Regions from separate parts of the Mus musculus genome. Here all the other regions are linked to region 3. A link is a contact called in public HiChIP or PLAC-seq and promoter capture Hi-C data. All regions are on one chromosome and are shown on one strand. Each heading gives the region's core, a stretch centred on a gene start, on an enhancer-like site or on the middle of the called end of the contact. The rest is flanking DNA. Distances are from core to core; before and after follow the strand shown.

Region 1 (2,700 bases), core at 171-2,670, 890 kb before region 3:
AACTAGATCACCACAGGGATCTGCAGCCTCTGCACCAACTTTGGGGAAAGGTCTCTGAGGTGCTGTTTTCTGTGGGTTCTCAGCTACTGAACCAGGCTATGAACCGGCACCTCAAGGTACCCAGAAATCCCTGGAGCCAGGAGCAAAAGGGTGCAGTCCTCTCCCCATTCATGCCGCTCACCAGCTTCCAAGCTTCCTGCATTTGCCAGGGATCCACCTTGTGGGATGTCAGCAGGAACTTCCCGTAACAGCACCGATCCAAGGGGTAGTGGGTAGCACCAGCCAATTTGACACAGTGTGTGGGGGCAAGGCCCCCTCGCCTTGCACTTACTCCCACAAAGACATCCTCTAGAGGTAGAGGTGGGGCCCGGCTGGCCACCTTCAGGATGAGCTGCACAGCAGAGATGGACAGTACATATCCTGTGCCCGAGGCATAGGGTGGAAAAGGACCCCAGTTTTCCGGCCACAGTTCTTCTGACACATGGTGCCGGGACTCTGGTGTCCGAGTGGGTCTCACCCTCCAGTGCACCCTGCCTAAATACAGAAGGGGCACTGCCTGGCCTCTGTGCTCTTCATGGATAGCTGTTGTCTCTTCCTGGGCCTCTTTGCCCTTCTGCCATTGCTCCGAAGGCCCCCCTCTTTGTATCAGCTCTGACACCAGCTCTGGGACGTTGACATACACGTCATCATCCGTCTTGAGGATGTAGCGGGCCATAGGACAGTATTTGTTCACCCAGTTCAGTCCACTGAGGGTCTTGAGGGTGAGGTTGCGGTAGGAATCCTGGAAGGAGGCCTGCAAGATATCCCTGTGTGCTGCTGACTCTGAGGACAGGTCAGCAAGCTGCTGTCTTCTAGGTTTTCCCAGGAGGAAGAGCGTCTGCACTCTGAAACCCCGGGCTTCGCGGATGGCACCCCAAGATGCCCGAATGGCGTTTCTCTGGTTCAGGTGCTCCGGGGCCGTACACACCAGGATGAGCAGGAAGGGAGGGGGTCCGGAGCCACCACAGGCATGAGAGTTAGAAATCAAGAGGCGGGGCAGGGCGAGGGGCGGTCCTGGCGAGGCTGGGGCCGGCAGCAGGGATGCCAGGGACAGGCTCAGCAGCTCCTCCCCCAAGCCTGAAGGTCCAAACAGGGTCCAGATGATCACCAGTAGTAGGACCGCCAGGAGGACGCGCCGGAAGAGGCTGAGGGGCATGGCGTGCCGCAGAGACCTGTGGGCACAGCTGTTAGAGCGTGGGGAGGTGGGAGGACGGCTTTAACCAGCTGCTGCTGAGGAGACGCGGTGACCCATGCGCGGGGCTCTGGCGCATCACAGATGCTGTTCTCCAGATGCTGTCGTGCAATGCGGCCCTGGCCCACCACAGCTGGCCCCGGAAGGCTTCGTTTCCCTAGCTAGCGTGCACGCGGAACTCCGCTCCATCCCGCCCCTCCCCGCACCTTCCCATCATGCCTCTCTAGGCCGGAAGCCGACAAGCGGCGTGCATTTCACATAGGTCCAGCCCTTCCCGGTCCGTCCCTACTGTAAAGCACGCGGAATACCAGGCTGCTTTTCTAGAGCAGCCAGCATCTGCTGTTAACTCACCCGAGCAGCAGCATCTGGCGGAGCTGTAGCCACTTCACAACAGCTTAGCACGGCTACGGCAGGAGACTCAATTGAAGCCTGCCCAAGCTTCCCCTGGAGGTTTTCAACACCGGCTGCCCCACCTTTAACAGTGGTTGCCGCCCAGTTTGCTGCACCTAAGGCAGTCTCCTTGTGAACACCCAACAGAAAGGGAGGAGCAAACACCAGCAGGAGCCTATGAGGGACATTTCCGTTCAAGTGCACCAAGAGCACTGTACCCAGAAGGCACCTGCAGCCAGATTAAACTACCAGAGCTCAGGATCGCTGTGGCATTAAGTACTATCAGATGGAAGACAAACTGAGACGGAGGTCATAGGTATATAAACTATTTATTAACAGCAAAGGCCCAGAGACTCATTTCTTCTTGGATACACCCACAGTTCGGCCCCTGCGGCCAGTGGTCTTGGTGTGCTGACCGCGGACACGAAGGCTGCAGAAGAAAAAGATACAGGTCACAGAGCAGCAGGAGGCGAGCCGGTGGACTGTGCAGCCTGATTGGGAGTGGGCAGCTTAAGCCTCATCACCCACTTACCCCCAAAAGTGGCGCAGCCCTCTATGGGCTCGAATTTTCTTCAGCCTCTCCAGGTCCTCACGCAGCTTGTTGTCTAGACCGTTGGCCAGAACCTAGATTTTGAGACAGGGGAGACAACTTTATCTCCTGATTCTGCACCCAGTTTTAACGGACAACCCGTGTCCACCAGTCCCCTAACACACCTGGCTGTACTTCCCATCCTTCACATCCTTCTGTCTGTTCAGGAACCAGTCTGGGATCTTGTACTGTCGTGGGTTCTGCATGATGGTGATCACTCGCTCCACCTCATCCTCCGTGAGTTCTCCAGCCCTCTTGGTGAGGTCGATGTCTGCTTTCCTCAACACCACATGAGCATATCTCCGCCCCACGCCCTGAGGTCAAAAGTTTGGGCTATTAGACTTTTGTTTTTAAAGATCTGAGTACAGAGTTTTCAGAGATACCAGAGGGTATCAGAATCCATTACAGATGGTTGTGAGCCACCATGTGGTCACTGGGAGCCTCTGGAAGAAGTCATAGCTTTTAACAGCTGGATTCTCTCTCTAGCCCA
Region 2 (2,700 bases), core at 173-2,672, 600 kb before region 3:
TGTACAGAACCAGCAGGTAGCTGGGTGATGTTATTACAAATCTTTGGCCATTGCTCACAATGTCTTGCTTAGATGCTAAAATGCATGTATACAAACATATCAATAGGATAAAATTCCATGCATAATATATACATCATTACATTATCTTGGTAAGTATACTGGCTAATTTTACTTTGTGCATGCATGCACGTGTATGTGCATGTGTGTGTGTGTGTGTGTGTGTGTGTGTGTGTGTGTGTGTGTGCTTGTCAACTTGACCTAAGCTAGGTCATCTGGGAAGAGGGAACCTCAATTGAGAAAATGTCCCCATCAGATTGTCTTAGGCAAGTCTAGAGGACATTTTCTTTTAATTGACTATTTATTGATGAGGAATGGCCTGGCCCACTGTGGGAGGTAGAGTCTTGGGCAGTTTAAGAAAGCAGGCTGAGCAAGCCATGTGGAGCAAGCCAGTAAGCAGCTCCCTTCTGCTTCAGTTCCTGCCTCGAGGTTCCTCCCTGAGCTCCTGCCCTGACCTCCCCCAGTGATGGAACATAAGCTGCTGTAAGGTGAAATAAGCCCTTTCCTTCAATAGCTTTCAGCCTCCTTCTAAGCTACTGTGAAGTAGCTTTGGCTGTGGTGGTCGTCACGGCAGCAGAAACCTGACCAAGGCAGCAGAGGTCAATTAATCGATTAATTTATACTTTTTCCCATAATATTTTCAGCACAGTGTCATTTATTATTATTATTATTATTATTATTATTATTATTATTATTATTATTATTATTGTCATTTTGAGCCAGGGTCTCACTCTGTAGCTCAGGCTACACTCGTTCTGCCAGCTAATGTGTTCTATAGAATCCCATCCCACCATCTTACTGACTTGGTCCCCAATGCTTCCTTCTATTCTGTCTTTATGAGTATATTTGCACGATTTTATTCTTTTGAGAATTATGCCTTCCTGTTTGTCTTTCTGTCTTTGTTTTCCTCTTCCCTCCTCTCCTTGCTTGGCATACAAGGCACAGCACAGCCTGTCTTCTGCTTTTGCTGACGAGCTGCCATCAACCCCCTTTAAGCTACAATCCACAAAGCTATTTACATAGTTCAGTACCCTCTGCAGTCAATGTCAGTCACTCTCTAGGAAGGGAGACCTGTTGGTCAGACTAATTCAGGGACCCTACTAAGTGAAGGCAGCAGAATACACAATAAACAACCTACTTTGTTCTAGGACCTCATACTCTGTAGACTTTTCTCTCCCGATGCTGGTCCATTTTCCCACATTTCAACAGCCAACACTGACTCTCCAGGTAACCAGTTCTTGGCTTTTATCACACAGTGTTAGCAAAGTGTTCTGCCTAGCAACAAATGATGCAAAGTCTTCGCTCTTGATTGGTTAACAGTGTGAAGGAGGCTGCATAATTACCTATCTATTTTTTTTTTCAGCTGTGTGGAAGACAGCTCTATTCTAAATAGGTGTATCAGTCTCTTCATTGCCCCTTTGTCCCCTCCAGAATGGGCGCTGGGAGGGCCCCCTGGGTGGTGGCTCTGTTGGTGAACCTCATGAGGCTGGATTCCTTCATGATTGAAGGCAGAGACTCCCCAGGTAAGAAGAGAGGGGTTTGATTCTGGGTGTGGTTTTCTGGAATTGGCACGGGGCTAACTCTCCCCATTCTCTGTGGACCAAAGTCTCAGACTAGAGTGGCTCTGACTTTAAAGAGTCCCCCCAGCCAGGTGGTGGTAGCACACGTCTTTAACCCCAGCACTCAGGAGGCAGAGGCAGGTGGATTTCTGAGTTTGAGGCCAGCCTGGTCTACAGAGTGAGTTCCAGGACAGCCAGGGCTACACAGAAAAAAACCCTGTCTTGACAAACCAAAAAAAAAAAAAAAGAGCCCCCCCCACCCCCCCACTGACCAGGAAGCTCATGCGCTCCTCAGCACCCACAAAGAACTGCCTGGAAAGGTCTTCTCACACCCAAGACACAGATACCAGGGGAGTGAGGAGGGGAGTGAGGGAGGGAGGGAGGAAGGAGACATTTTCCCCTGTTGGGCTCCTTGTGCATCAACATCAGACACTAGAACCTTGAAAGCCGGAGTCTGAGCAGCTGAGCTTTCTCTACGAGCATCTACTCCTTTTATGGCTTTCTGGTGAAATTGGAAATCACATCTCCAACTATTAAGCTCCTGGTTAGCGTTCAGCATCGTCCTGAGAAGTTTTGAGGTGTGAGTGAAGTTGAGAGCTCAGACAAGTTGAGTATGTTAGTTATCTTTGGCCTCAGGTTGCTGTGTACAGCTTGTTTTTTCACTGGGAGACGGGCTATGCAAACACCAGCGTTGCTAGACCATGAAAACTCAGGCTTGTGAGCAGAAAACAGGATGTGATATGCTAAGAAAAGACTCCCCTCTAACGCCAGTCTCATTAAATACAGAAGAGGAACAAGCCTAGGAGGGGCATCCGTTTTCTCGGAGAACAAAAACCGCTCTGAGTTTATCACGTCCATTTGACAAATGGGGAAAAAAAAAAACAGCACGGAGTTTTAGATGATGATGAAAACCCCATATACTTTCTCTTTAGCTTGTAAAGAGGGAACAGAGAAGGGTAGACATGCTGAGGGACTGGAGGCTGGCACCTCGTCTGAACTCAGTGGCCCTCAGAGGGGCCTGGATGGTCATGGAAGTCATTCTCAGGGGGTGGCTGAGCACTGCTGGAGGAGACTGCTGAGCTTA
Region 3 (2,700 bases), core at 90-2,589:
CTGAAAGCTTTTTGTTTAAAGAAAAAAAAAAAAACAGTTATAGAAAAGGAAGCACAGGGGCCATGGCCTGAGGAGGAGGTCAGAAGTCACCTGCAGGAATCAAGGTCAGAAACTCTGTAACAATATAAGGACAAAGCTAAGCAAGAAGGATCTGTGACAGCCTCTAAGGAGGAACTGCCCTAGTTAAAAGGAGCCCAGAGAGGTATGTAGCAGCAGAGAGCCGTTCACAGTGTTCTGACCTTCAACTCAGGCAGAGGTCTGAGAGTTCCTATAAAACAGAGACTGAAATCTGCCCACTGTGGATTTTTTTTGTGTGAAGAGACATGGCCCTGGCTTTCAATCGCCTTCTAAACTTGGCCACGAGGTTACATCACTCCTCTAGTCTCCCTAAGTATCTCATTTAGCCCCTATGCCTTGTGCACCACAGCCTAGAATGATCTGCAGCGTCATAGCCCACTGTCTCATACATCTATAATCTGCAACTCAGTGTACGCACATCAGGCAAGCAGCTACTCGGTGCCTCCCTCCTCTAGTCAATCCCCTAATCACTAACTGATCACTTGGGAAATCTGGGAATTAACACTAGACTCATCTCTCTCCTTCAGTCAATCTCTCTCACCGGTGACCTTCAGTACACCTTTGTCCGCGCTCACTAACCTTCTCTAACAGCCATCACCTGTCAGATGTGACATCTGCCTGCAGTTCCAAACCCCTGGGATTTGCTCTGCATTTGCCTTGGCCTAACGCCTGCTGACGGACGACTGAGTGTCTGAGCGACAGGGACTTGGCGAGTGCCCTCGAGGCTGCGGGTCGGAGGGCCGGGGCTGGTGGGGGGGGGACACGCCAAAGGTCTCCAAGGTGCTCACCAGTTGTAGGTCGGCCACCGTCCGGTCTGGCACCAGACTGTACACTTGGCTCCTCAGCGCGATGGGCGGCAGCGCATCCTCGAACAGCCCCCGGGGAAACAGCTTCACGAGCTCCTCGATGGCCTCGCGCGCCGAGCCTGTGGTGGAGCAAGCGCGTGGTCAGGTCCGGGTGGAGAGCGAGGGTGGAGACAGCGCGGAGGTTCGGACGCCCCAGCCCTCAGAGTCGCTGCCCAGCGCCTGGGTTGCCATGGTTACTACCCTAGGTCCTCCTCCTCCTCCTCCTCCTCCCCCCCCTCCTCCAAGGGTGGATACCCTCGGGCTTTCCGCGCCCAGGTTGCCATGGTTACCTGCTCTTGTTCTTAAAGGATCCGCTCTCACGGGCCCCGGCGCCCGCCTCCGCTTCACCCCAAAAGCCTCAGACGCCAGGAGCCGTCTCTTGCGATTCATAACCCGGATTTCAGGATTCCGGGAAAGGAGTCCCGAAGACCGCGTCTTCCGGCACAGAATAATGACGACGGGCCCTCTGGCTGGTCGTCTGAGTTTGATGACGAAGGCAGCCTCACTTCCGTCGCCCGCACCGCTGCTGATTGGCTCCCGACCAGAGCGCTCACTGGGGCGCGCCGAGGCGCGAGTGGCCCGCCTGGGTTCCCGCTCCGGTGCAGACGGACCTCGCCCACTCCGACGCTGAGGGCGGATGAGAGCGTCATCAGAAACAGCAACTCCGTGTTTGCATCCTTCTCCGGCTTCTGACGTGCGGCCCTGACGCCGTAGCCTCGAGGAGGTGGAGGTCGGTCAGGGTGGGGAGCTTTGAGGTAACCAAGTCTTAGCTTCAACCCCCAAACTCCTCAAGCTCGCCGCGTTCGTTGGTCCGTGGGTGGGAACGAGGCGCCCGGCTCCTGACACGCAGAGCCCAAACCTGGAAGCTCACTCGCTCCTTATCCACTGGAAACGCTTTCCTCGCAGGACCTCATGGAACCCAGAGGGACTAAGAGAAAAGCGGAGAAGACAGAGGTGGAAAAGCCTTTGCACAAACTCCCCCGGGCAGTCCCTTTACTGCGGACACAGCCCTCTCTGTACTCGGGACCCTTCCCGTTCTACCGGCGTCCATCCGAACTGGGCTGCTTCTCCCTGGACGCACAACGCCAGTACCATGGAGATGCCCGAGCCCTCCGCTACTACAGCCCCCCTCCCATCAACGGCCCAGGCCCGGACTTTGACCTCAGAGATGGATACCCTGACCGATACCAGCCCCGGGACGAGGAAGTCCAAGAGAGGTTGGACCATTTGCTGCGCTGGGTCCTGGAACACCGGAACCAGCTGGAGGGGTGAGCCCGGTGCAACGCAGAAGCTGACCTGGTGACCCGGCTTTCTCTTCTGAAGTTGGGAAAGCCAAATGGTCTTTAGTGGGGACTTTGAGTCAACAGAAGTAAAACTCGAGTCAGACCATAAACCCCGCATTCTTCCCTCCCAGGGGTCCCGGCTGGCTGGCAGGGGCCACGGTGACATGGAGAGGGCACCTGACAAAATTGCTGACCACGCCGTATGAGCGGCAGGAGGGCTGGCAGCTGGCAGCCTCCCGGTTCCAAGGGACACTGTACCTAAGTGAGGTGGAGACCCCGGCTGCTCGGGCCCAGAGGCTTGCACGGCCACCCCTCCTCCGGGAGCTCATGTACATGGGCTACAAATTTGAGCAGTACATGTGCGCAGGTGAGAGTCGTCGCAGCCGTGCGGTCCCTCTCCCCTTCCACAGAGGTCGAGATCCCCTTCCTCTGCTGCTGCCTTCTCTTCTTGTGCAGACAAACCCGGAGGCTCCCCAGACCCCTCTGGGGAAGTT
Region 4 (2,700 bases), core at 154-2,653, 830 kb after region 3:
CGGTGACATTGGGAGGTGGGATACACATGGAAAAGGTCTCCCCTGTAGCTTGGGGCAGCCTTGCCTGGAAGGAATGAGGAAGTCAGAGGCGAGGGAGAACTAGTTGTTGCTGTTGCCTAGGGGAACAGCACCCTCTGGTGCCTTGGGGCAAAAAGAACTTCAAGAAGGCCAGGTGTAGTGGCACACGTGTGAAAAGGCAGAGGAAGGCAGATCTCTGAGTTTGAGGCCAGCCTCGTCTACAGAGTTCCAGGACGGCCAGGACTACGTGGAGAAACAGTGTCTCAAATTTATTATTATTATTATTATTATTATTATTATTATTGAAATCCAACACGGGGGAGGCAAAAAGAAAACCAGGGGCCGAAAGAAATAAACATCAACTGTGAAGTTAGCCTGTGCCCACCAAGTTCAAGGGCCACTCACTCTGTCTTAAGGACCTCATAGAAGCCCTCTGCCGCGCACTGACCTGATACTCTGGTTTGAAGAAGCCCTCTCGCACCCACCACTGGTACCAGGCCGCTTCAACATACTGGGGACTGTAAGCAGGAGGCAGGGGCCCAGAAACATCTGTGGAAGCAGAACAGAGATCCACTACTGAACTGCATGTTAGCAGACCAAAGAGCAACAACATCGCAAAACACACCCTACACTTTACCTTTCTTTTCACCTGGCCCGGTGGGGATTTCATACAATACTACCTCCTTGTGACTCCAGGCCTTAGTGGGCACTGCAGGTATCTGCAGGGAGGAAACAGGGTGTGTGTGTGTGTTGCGGAGTGGGGGTGGAGGCTGCAATCCCCAATACACCACAGTCATCTGGATCCCTGCGCCAGTCTCTTTCAGCCCCTTCCCAAGTCTTGGGAGACCCAAGGACTGACCCCTGACCTTGCTCTTCTCAGCTAGCCCAGCCTCCAGGGCCGCCTGTTTCTCGCGCAGGCGCTTCTGTTTGGCTTCACGGTTCCTCCGAGAGACAGGGGAGCCGTGGGGCTCCGGCTGTGTACAAAGTGCCTGGGGCCTGGAAAGACCCCATGAGGGCCTCAGCCCCCAGAGCGGTGGCCGGAAAGAGGCCAGAGGCAAATGAGGCATCGGGAGTGTTTGGGAAGGGATGGAGGTCTGCTCACTACGAGGCCATGGGATGCAGGAGGTCGCAACCCTTCACTCCCATCCGCAGGACCCTCTCTCACTCTACGTCCTTCCGCCTAGGGGCGGAGCGCACGGTGTGGACAGCACTCTGGAATCACTGAAACCAGGGCGTCCAGAGAAGGCGGGAGCTCTGCCCGTCACCGGGCACTGACGCGGACACGAAGGTTGGGGTTCGGAAGCCTGGGACCACCCCCACCCCCGCAACCTCGGCCATGCGCCTCTAACTCGAACGTCCCGGCGAACTCAGAGCCGATAGGTGCATGGCGAGGTGCGCGCGCATGCGTGGGCGGGGACACGCAGGCGCATGCGTAAAAGACTCTCGCTCCTCCGGCTTTCTGGCTAGAAGCGGGTATCACTGCGTTGGGTAGGGAAACGCCGGCAGACGTCTGAAGCCGCGTAGATTTTTTTCCATAATTTTATTAAACAAGAAATATCCCGGTGTGTAAACAAAATACATCTGAGTTGGAAAGCTGCCCGCCCGGGGCTGGACCTGGCCGGCTCAGGAGCTGTGCTTCTGCCGCTTCCAGAAGCGCTTGACGTCGCTGTGCCCTGCCGGCGTCACCACCATCAGCCGCTTGGCCGAGTTCTCGAACACAAGCACGCCCAGCTCCCGCGCGTGGGCCAGCAGCAGTTCAAAGTCCACTTGCGACAGGAACTGGTTATACAGGACGCCTGGGGTCGGGTGGGACAGGCAGGAGGTGAGGGGCTGCAGTGGTCTCTGCCCCTCCAAGCAGCATGCAGGCAGGGGCTGCAGGCCACAGTTCTTAGGACTAATTCTCTACGGATAGTCGACTGTTCAACTTTAACACCTGTGGCATCCAGACACTCGAAAAGACAGCAGAATCCACAAGAAAAGCCACGCAAACCCACCTAAAGAGAAGACTGAATTACCCTGCCTCTTATCCCCTCACCTAGCTTAATTCAAACTGCACTGATTTGGGACATATTTCCTGCTACTAATATACCAAAATAAAAGATCAGTCTTCCTCTCCTTCCCTTTTGAGAAACAAATACGAAATGCACAAAACTTTTGCGTGAAATTGCTGGCCTTACCTCTTTAGCCAATGATTGAGATTAGGTCAGCGGAAGCCACTCACCTTCAGTGAACCGGAGTCTGTCCCTTTCCAGCTCCCACAGCCGAATCTGGTCTGTTATGGTGGGGGGCAGCACAGGATTCTGCAGGACAAGGGTGAGGCTATAGGACCTGGCTTCTCATCCATCCTCTCGCGGCTAGGTGCCCAGGCTGCCAGCCCCCCTGAGTCTTGGTACCCAGTCATACCTGTTTGAGCATCACTGGATGTGCCCTTGTCCTTAGGAAATGGATTATCTAGGAAAACACAAGAATGTAGAAAATCGGGCTGGCGAGATGGCTCAGTGGGTAAGAGCACTGACAGCTCTTCAGAAGATCCCGAGTTCAAATCCCAGCAACCACATGGTGGTTCACAACCACTGTAATGAGATCTGACGCTCTCTTCTGGTGCGTACTTATGTATAATAAAACTTTAAAAAAGAAGAATGTAGAAAGTCATCTGAGCTAATGTCACTGAAACAGCATCTC
Region 5 (2,700 bases), core at 110-2,609, 650 kb before region 3:
AAATTTCACTTAAGCGAAGTCTCTGCAGCCAGGGGAAAGGACTTCTGGATAGCAGAGTTTTTCCAGGTCAAGGAAAGAATTACGGATAAGTGAAGGAGGGTAGACACATCTACTTCCCCCACACCTTCTAGGTTAAAAGGCACCTTAGGAGACCCTTGGGTGCACTGAGAAAACTGACTTATGGAGACGAATGAGCTTCCCAAGTTGACTCAGGTCTCACTCTGAACCCTTGATTGATTTGATTTCTAAGTCCCACAGCTCCGTGGCAGCGAGGGAGACTTTTTCCAACCTTTCTGTCCACTCCATGTCGTTCTGATCTCCGGGGACCCTGCCCGCGAGTGTGCTTTCTGAGCACAAGTAAAAGGCCAGAAATGTCCACTTTGTTCCTCCACACCATGTTAACACTGTGGTTGGTGGCTTTTAGAGAGCAGAAACCAGCTGCCATCTTCCCAGCTCCTAGGTCTGGGCAAAGTTCTCAGGCAAGCATGGGAATGACGGTGTTGGGACAGGGTGGGGTGGAGTGTGCTGCAGGGCAGCACCTGGAACAAGGAGGACCACCGATCATCCCCATCTCCCCCTCAATCCTGGCGCCAGAGAGCTTGTCCTCACTCAGGGTGGGGGCTGTCTGGGGCTAGGTTAAGCAAAGATCTGTATGATGTGTAGGTAGGTCCTTTTCAGTGAGCCTCCATATTACCTTCTCTCAGGTGCTTCATCCAGGACACCTCAGCACCTCTTTTGCAGGGGTCCCCAAGCCCCTCACTTGATTTAGCCAGTAACCCCAACTGCGCAGTCTAGAGTGAAAGCGAAAGCGCTTTGGAGCAACTTCCCTTAGACGCTTCCAGCTCAAGCCAAAGAACGCACCTTCTCACCAGCTTCGCATGCGGATCCCTCCACAGACCCCTGGACACCACACTTCTGAGCAGGGATACCCTACGTTCACTGTGGAGCGCAAGCGCTGGGCGCTACAAGCTTCCTAAGTCTCTTGGTTTACTTCCAGAGCTTTAGGGGTCCCTGATCACTCCACCCGCTGACTCTCACCCCGAGACCCATTACCCCGGTGTGGACTTCTTCCGTCCGGAACGAGCCGGCGGTAGGTGCTCCTGCCCGCAGCATCTCAGCAGAGCGGGGCTCGGCTTTCCAATCAGCGGCTGCGCGCGGTGCAGGCAACTTGCAGACTGAGGCCCCGCCCCATCATCGCGCAAGGGGCGTGCCGTTCTACCAGCATTTGGCGCCCAGAGCAAACCTGAGCAGGGCAAATCTGCCCAGAGACAGGTGACGACAGAGGGTCCTGCCCTCAATCTGGGGTGGGGCCTGGGATGGGAAAATTCACGCAAGCAAGTTAAGGGGGCTGGGGAAGAAGAGGAGAATGAGATTCATGGAGAAGAACACGACAGGCCAGGGCTGCTAGGCAGAACTCCAACTACAGCTTCAGCGGCAGCTTCCAGAACAGCCTGAGCAAGCCAGTCTCAGAAGGAGGCGTGTCTAGTGATTCGAGGTCGGCTTTCGGTTTCTTCTTCCTCTAAACGCCAGCACTTCTAGTCAGCTCCACCAGCTCGAGCGGGTTCCCGGGACTTTACGCGCACGCCCTCGGACCCGCCCTTCTTCCTTCCCCACGGAGACTCCTGTGCAGCGCGGACGTCGAGAGTCCCAGGCTAGGACCAGACTCTGGACAGCTCACGCTCGATGGCTGCGCACGTCTGGCTGGCGGCCGCCCTGCTCCTTCTGGTGGACTGGCTGCTGCTGCGGCCCATGCTCCCGGGAATCTTCTCCCTGTTGGTTCCCGAGGTGCCGCTGCTCCGGGTCTGGGTGGTGGGCCTGAGTCGCTGGGCCATCCTAGGACTAGGGGTCCGCGGGGTCCTCGGGGTCACCGCAGGAGCCCATGGCTGGCTGGCTGCTTTGCAGCCGCTGGTGGCCGCACTGAGTTTGGCCCTGCCTGGACTTGCCTTGTTCCGAGAGCTGGCCGCCTGGGGAACACTCCGGGAGGGTGACAGCGCTGGATTACTGTACTGGAACAGTCGTCCAGATGCCTTCGCTATCAGTTATGTGGCAGCATTGCCCGCAGCCGCCCTGTGGCACAAGTTGGGGAGCCTCTGGGCGCCCAGCGGCAACAGGGACGCTGGAGACATGCTGTGTCGGATGCTGGGCTTCCTGGGCCCTAAGAAGAGACGTCTCTACCTGGTTCTGGTTCTCTTGATTCTCTCTTGCCTTGGTAAGGGAGACTGGGTGAAAGAGCAGGCCACAGGGGACAGGGCAATGGGCATTCCAGGCAGAAAGGGAGAGTAAAGTAGTCCCGGGAAGCGTCAGAGACACTAAGGAGGCAACTTAGGCGGAAAGAGAAGGACCCAGGCCCGAGAAGGGGTCCAGACAAGGGCGTTGGGGACAGGGTCTTCTGGGAGCAGAACTTCACATCATAGCCCAAATGTGAAGGTTTCTTTCCACACCGCCATCTTCTCCTCTCCTCTTCTCTCTCCTCTCCTCTCCTCTCCTCTCCTCTCCTCTCCTCTCCTCTCCTCTCCTCTCCTCTCCTCTCCTCTCCTCTCCTCTCCCCTCCCCTGCCCTCCCCTCCCCTCCCCTCCCCTCCCCTCCCCTCCCCTCCCCTCCCCTCCCCTCCCCTCCCCTCCCCTCCCCTCCCCTCCCCTCCCCCTTCCCCTCTTTTCTATTCTTTCCTTTTTGAGATAGGGTCTTTCTTTGTAGCTTTGG
Region 6 (2,700 bases), core at 129-2,628, 570 kb before region 3:
AGAGGCTGCAGATTATTGTGTGGAGGTCTGACGTGGGGGCTGAGGACCCTGAGAGCATCCACTGCCATGGTCCCTGAATGGCCATGTTTGTCTGCTAACCCTTTCCACATCTGAGTTGATGTTTCTCCTGCATGCTCCCTGCCTAGGCTTAGGAGATCTGTGTCTGTCCTGAGCAGAGCTGATGGTGAGAGCCCAGTGCGGTCCCTCTCTGGTTCTCTACATCAGGGTGCCAGTGTGGACCCTGGAATGCTGCAGTTCACCTGCGCTGCTGGAGCCCCCACGGGATGGTCTTGTTACCCAACTCTACGTCTTTCCCTTTTCCTTCATCAACTCTGTTTTCAGGTCCTGACCCCTGTTTAACTAGGATCTAAAATAATAGAGATAGTGTTGTAGTTTCAGGGAAAGAGACTTATTGTTTAGTCATTTGGTATTTGTCAGGTACCATTCCAGCTGATGGACAATTAGACTTAGTAGTGTATACCTGAGGAGAGATGTATTTGAAGCACAAGTTGATGACTCTGTTATTCAGCCTGGCACAGTGTGACAAACCTATGGCTGTCCCTTCCTGAAACTGCTATTTTACACCATTAGCCTTTTGTCCTTGAAATTCCAGGCAGCTGGATCTGGAAGCCCTAAAAGGTTGTGGAGTTTTCCTTAGCTGACATCATGGTTATGGAGGATTTAAACAGCAGAAGAATCCACAAGAGCAACGTTGGGCTGATCAACTTCTGTATTTTCATTGGAATATCGTGAATGTAGAAGACTCCTGCATGGGGAAGGTGCATGAGCCAGCAGGGCTGAGACACACATTAACCTGACATTTCCAACATGTACACAGGACAGCTCAATGCTTTCCATTATTAACCACATCACACTGCTCTTCCATGTGAGCTTATCAAAACCTAGAATACAGTTCAGGGAACATGGCTTGCATTTTACAAAGAGAATTCCAGGATTGGAAAGAGGCTCAGCGACTCCCCAAGAACTCTGCTTTCTCACCTGAGGCACCCCAGAGGGTCAGATGTAACAAAACATGATTTCTCTGTCTCTTAATACATGTCACACTCATTTCTCCCACTACAACCTCAAGTGTAAGAACAGTAGATTTGAAATAATTATCCCAAAGTTGTCTATACTTCACGCACTTTTCTCTTTAAACCCCCAAACACAGGCAGTCTGCAGTTTAGAAAAGTTTACTCTGTAACTGAGAGGAGCAGTCACCTCAAACGTTCATCCAGTGGGGCTCATGAAGAAACAGACCATGCCGCGCATAGAGAGCCTTTGTAAACAAAGTCTACCCAGAGACAGATGACAGACTTCAGCTCCAATGCTGATTGGTTCCTCACTTGGGACCAACCCTGACACTCTGGGATTTCAGATCACTCCAGGCTACAGAACTTTGCTTTCTGAAGGGGGCACAGCAGGTGTGAGTCCTGGTGACTGCCATTACCTGTGCCTTAGAGATGGCTCTGCAGATCCCCAGCCTCCTCCTCTCGGCTGCTGTGGTGGTGCTGATGGTGCTGAGCAGCCCAGGGACTGAGGGCGGAGACTCCGAAAGTAAGTGCCGGGGGCAGGGCTCTCCAGAGCCAGCACTCTGGGGGTCGTGTTCTGAGGGACCCTGGGGACTCTGGGATGTGGGAGGGGGTGGCAAAATCCTGATTTTACTATAGATTTCCTTTCTCTGAAGAGAGAGTGAGACTCCATTCTCACTTCTGTGTTCTAATATTGAGTTAGGATGGTGCCGCCGCCGGTGCGAGCCTGACATATAAACGGAGGAGGAGGAGGAGGCGGCAGAATTTAAATCGACCACCAAAGATAAGGGTTGTGCATGGGGAGACAGCAGGGCTTACAATACCAGTGCCCCCACCCACTCCCCCGTACAGGGCTTACAATACCAGTGCCCCCCACCCCCACCCCGTACATTGTCTGGAGGAAATGCCAGATTCTGAAGTGGGGAAACAGATCAGCGATGGTCTGTGGTCCCGATGTTTGCGGACAACTCCTCATGTGGAGTGGAGGTTTAAGAGAGCGAACTCTAGGCGTCTAACTCAGAGAGAAGCCAGTGACCAAGAAACCTAATTTTTTTGGTCAAATGGAATCCAGAACTCAAACACTGAGTTAGTAAATTGAATTTCCAAGAAAACACTAGGCCCAGAAGGGACATATGTGATACATACCCTGGGGTGAGCGGAGGTGTCCTAGTTCGTTCGGAGACCAGAGAGTAAATAAAGCCCCAGTCCCCTAAGCCATAGAGGTGTCTTCAGTCTCGCAGTTACCCTTAAGATGCCTGGAGTGACCGTGCAAGCAGGCAGTTCTCAGAGGTTGCCTGGATTCCCATTTGTTGGTTTTGTAGTCGGGGCTCTCCTGAGAACGAGTGCCCCCTAGGGGGTCAGGGCCTTTTGCACACAGGAGAGAGTCCCACAGGGTGGGGGTGGGGTAGCAGAAACTGGCAAATATTTTATTTATTTTTTGTATCCTAGTTTTATTAGTTCGCTGAGAATTTCGTACAGTTTTGGTCATATTTACTCCCTCTTCCAACTCTACCCAGGCCCATCCCCCCCCCTCTACCACCCAACTTTTGGTGTCCCTTAGTTTTATTATTATTTTTTTTTTCAAATGTACCAAGTACCGTTTGCGTTTCCTGAGGCGTATTCTTGTGAGGACGAGCCCGGTCGCCCCATCCCTCCCTTCCTCTTCCTT

The links. Promoter capture Hi-C pulls out the DNA fragments that hold promoters and counts their contacts. HiChIP or PLAC-seq counts read pairs in DNA pulled down with a chosen protein or histone mark.
Region 1: a contact with region 3 is called in a promoter capture Hi-C map of liver, with 3 times the contacts expected there. The contact joins the promoter of B3galt4 here to the promoter of Stk19 in region 3. A contact is called at or near these places in 9 of 39 promoter capture datasets (cranial neural crest, embryonic stem cells, erythroid cells and 4 more), 3 of 484 Hi-C or Micro-C datasets (cerebellum and cortical neurons), 10 of 115 datasets of contacts at active chromatin or transcription factors (astrocytes, bone marrow-derived macrophages, cardiomyocytes and 5 more) and 4 of 9 other capture datasets (adipose tissue, embryonic stem cells, liver and 1 more).
Region 2: a contact with region 3 is called in an H3K27ac HiChIP or PLAC-seq map of microglia, with 4 times the contacts expected there. The contact joins the promoter of H2-Ob here to the promoter of Stk19 in region 3. A contact is called at or near these places in 1 of 484 Hi-C or Micro-C datasets (B cells), 2 of 115 datasets of contacts at active chromatin or transcription factors (embryonic forebrain and microglia) and 2 of 9 other capture datasets (adipose tissue and embryonic stem cells).
Region 4: a contact with region 3 is called in a FOXA1 HiChIP or PLAC-seq map of pancreatic cancer cells. The contact joins the promoter of Vars2 here to the promoter of Stk19 in region 3. A contact is called at or near these places in 1 of 484 Hi-C or Micro-C datasets (CD4 T cells) and 1 of 115 datasets of contacts at active chromatin or transcription factors (pancreatic cancer cells).
Region 5: a contact with region 3 is called in a promoter capture Hi-C map of liver, with 2.8 times the contacts expected there. The contact joins the promoter of Tap1 here to the promoter of Stk19 in region 3. A contact is called at or near these places in 5 of 39 promoter capture datasets (cranial neural crest, hippocampal neurons, liver and 1 more), 3 of 115 datasets of contacts at active chromatin or transcription factors (bone marrow-derived macrophages, effector CD8 T cells and large pre-B cells) and 2 of 9 other capture datasets (adipose tissue and liver).
Region 6: a contact with region 3 is called in a promoter capture Hi-C map of neural stem cells. The contact joins the promoter of H2-Ab1 here to the promoter of Stk19 in region 3. A contact is called at or near these places in 2 of 39 promoter capture datasets (cranial neural crest and neural stem cells), 1 of 115 datasets of contacts at active chromatin or transcription factors (embryonic forebrain) and 1 of 9 other capture datasets (pancreatic islet).

Annotation. Positions count from the first base shown.
Region 1 is chr17:33,950,068-33,952,767 of GRCm38.p6, forward strand. It overlaps B3galt4 (UDP-Gal:betaGlcNAc beta 1,3-galactosyltransferase, polypeptide 4), which reads right to left and starts at 1,421. Exons shown (of 1, transcript NM_019420.2): 1 at 1-1,421. The coding sequence starts at 1,195. The coding sequence ends at 80. It overlaps Rps18 (ribosomal protein S18), which reads right to left. Exons shown (of 5, transcript NM_011296.3): 3 at 2,336-2,524; 4 at 2,154-2,245; 5 at 1,931-2,051. The coding sequence ends at 1,976.
Region 2 is chr17:34,237,483-34,240,182 of GRCm38.p6, forward strand. It overlaps H2-Ob (histocompatibility 2, O region beta locus), which reads left to right and starts at 1,423. Exons shown (of 6, transcript NM_010389.3): 1 at 1,423-1,580. The coding sequence starts at 1,490.
Region 3 is chr17:34,835,564-34,838,263 of GRCm38.p6, forward strand. Stk19 (serine/threonine kinase 19) reads right to left here and starts at 1,340. Exons shown (of 7, transcript NM_019442.3): 1 at 1,214-1,340; 2 at 867-1,003. The coding sequence starts at 1,313. It overlaps Dxo (decapping exoribonuclease), which reads left to right and starts at 1,456. Exons shown (of 7, transcript NM_001163770.1): 1 at 1,456-1,653; 2 at 1,830-2,191; 3 at 2,338-2,573; 4 at 2,663-2,700. The coding sequence starts at 1,836.
Region 4 is chr17:35,666,189-35,668,888 of GRCm38.p6, forward strand. It overlaps Vars2 (valyl-tRNA synthetase 2, mitochondrial), which reads right to left and starts at 1,404. Exons shown (of 29, transcript NM_175137.4): 1 at 885-1,404; 2 at 656-737; 3 at 467-567; 4 at 1-64. The coding sequence starts at 1,085. It overlaps Gtf2h4 (general transcription factor II H, polypeptide 4), which reads right to left. Exons shown (of 14, transcript NM_010364.4): 12 at 2,422-2,469; 13 at 2,240-2,318; 14 at 1,540-1,814. The coding sequence ends at 1,642.
Region 5 is chr17:34,186,197-34,188,896 of GRCm38.p6, forward strand. It overlaps Tap1 (transporter 1, ATP-binding cassette, sub-family B (MDR/TAP)), which reads left to right and starts at 1,360. Exons shown (of 11, transcript NM_013683.2): 1 at 1,360-2,209. The coding sequence starts at 1,684. It overlaps Psmb9 (proteasome (prosome, macropain) subunit, beta type 9 (large multifunctional peptidase 2)), which reads right to left and starts at 1,134. Exons shown (of 6, transcript NM_013585.2): 1 at 1,054-1,134. The coding sequence starts at 1,113.
Region 6 is chr17:34,261,849-34,264,548 of GRCm38.p6, forward strand. It overlaps H2-Ab1 (histocompatibility 2, class II antigen A, beta 1), which reads left to right and starts at 1,379. Exons shown (of 6, transcript NM_207105.3): 1 at 1,379-1,557. The coding sequence starts at 1,464.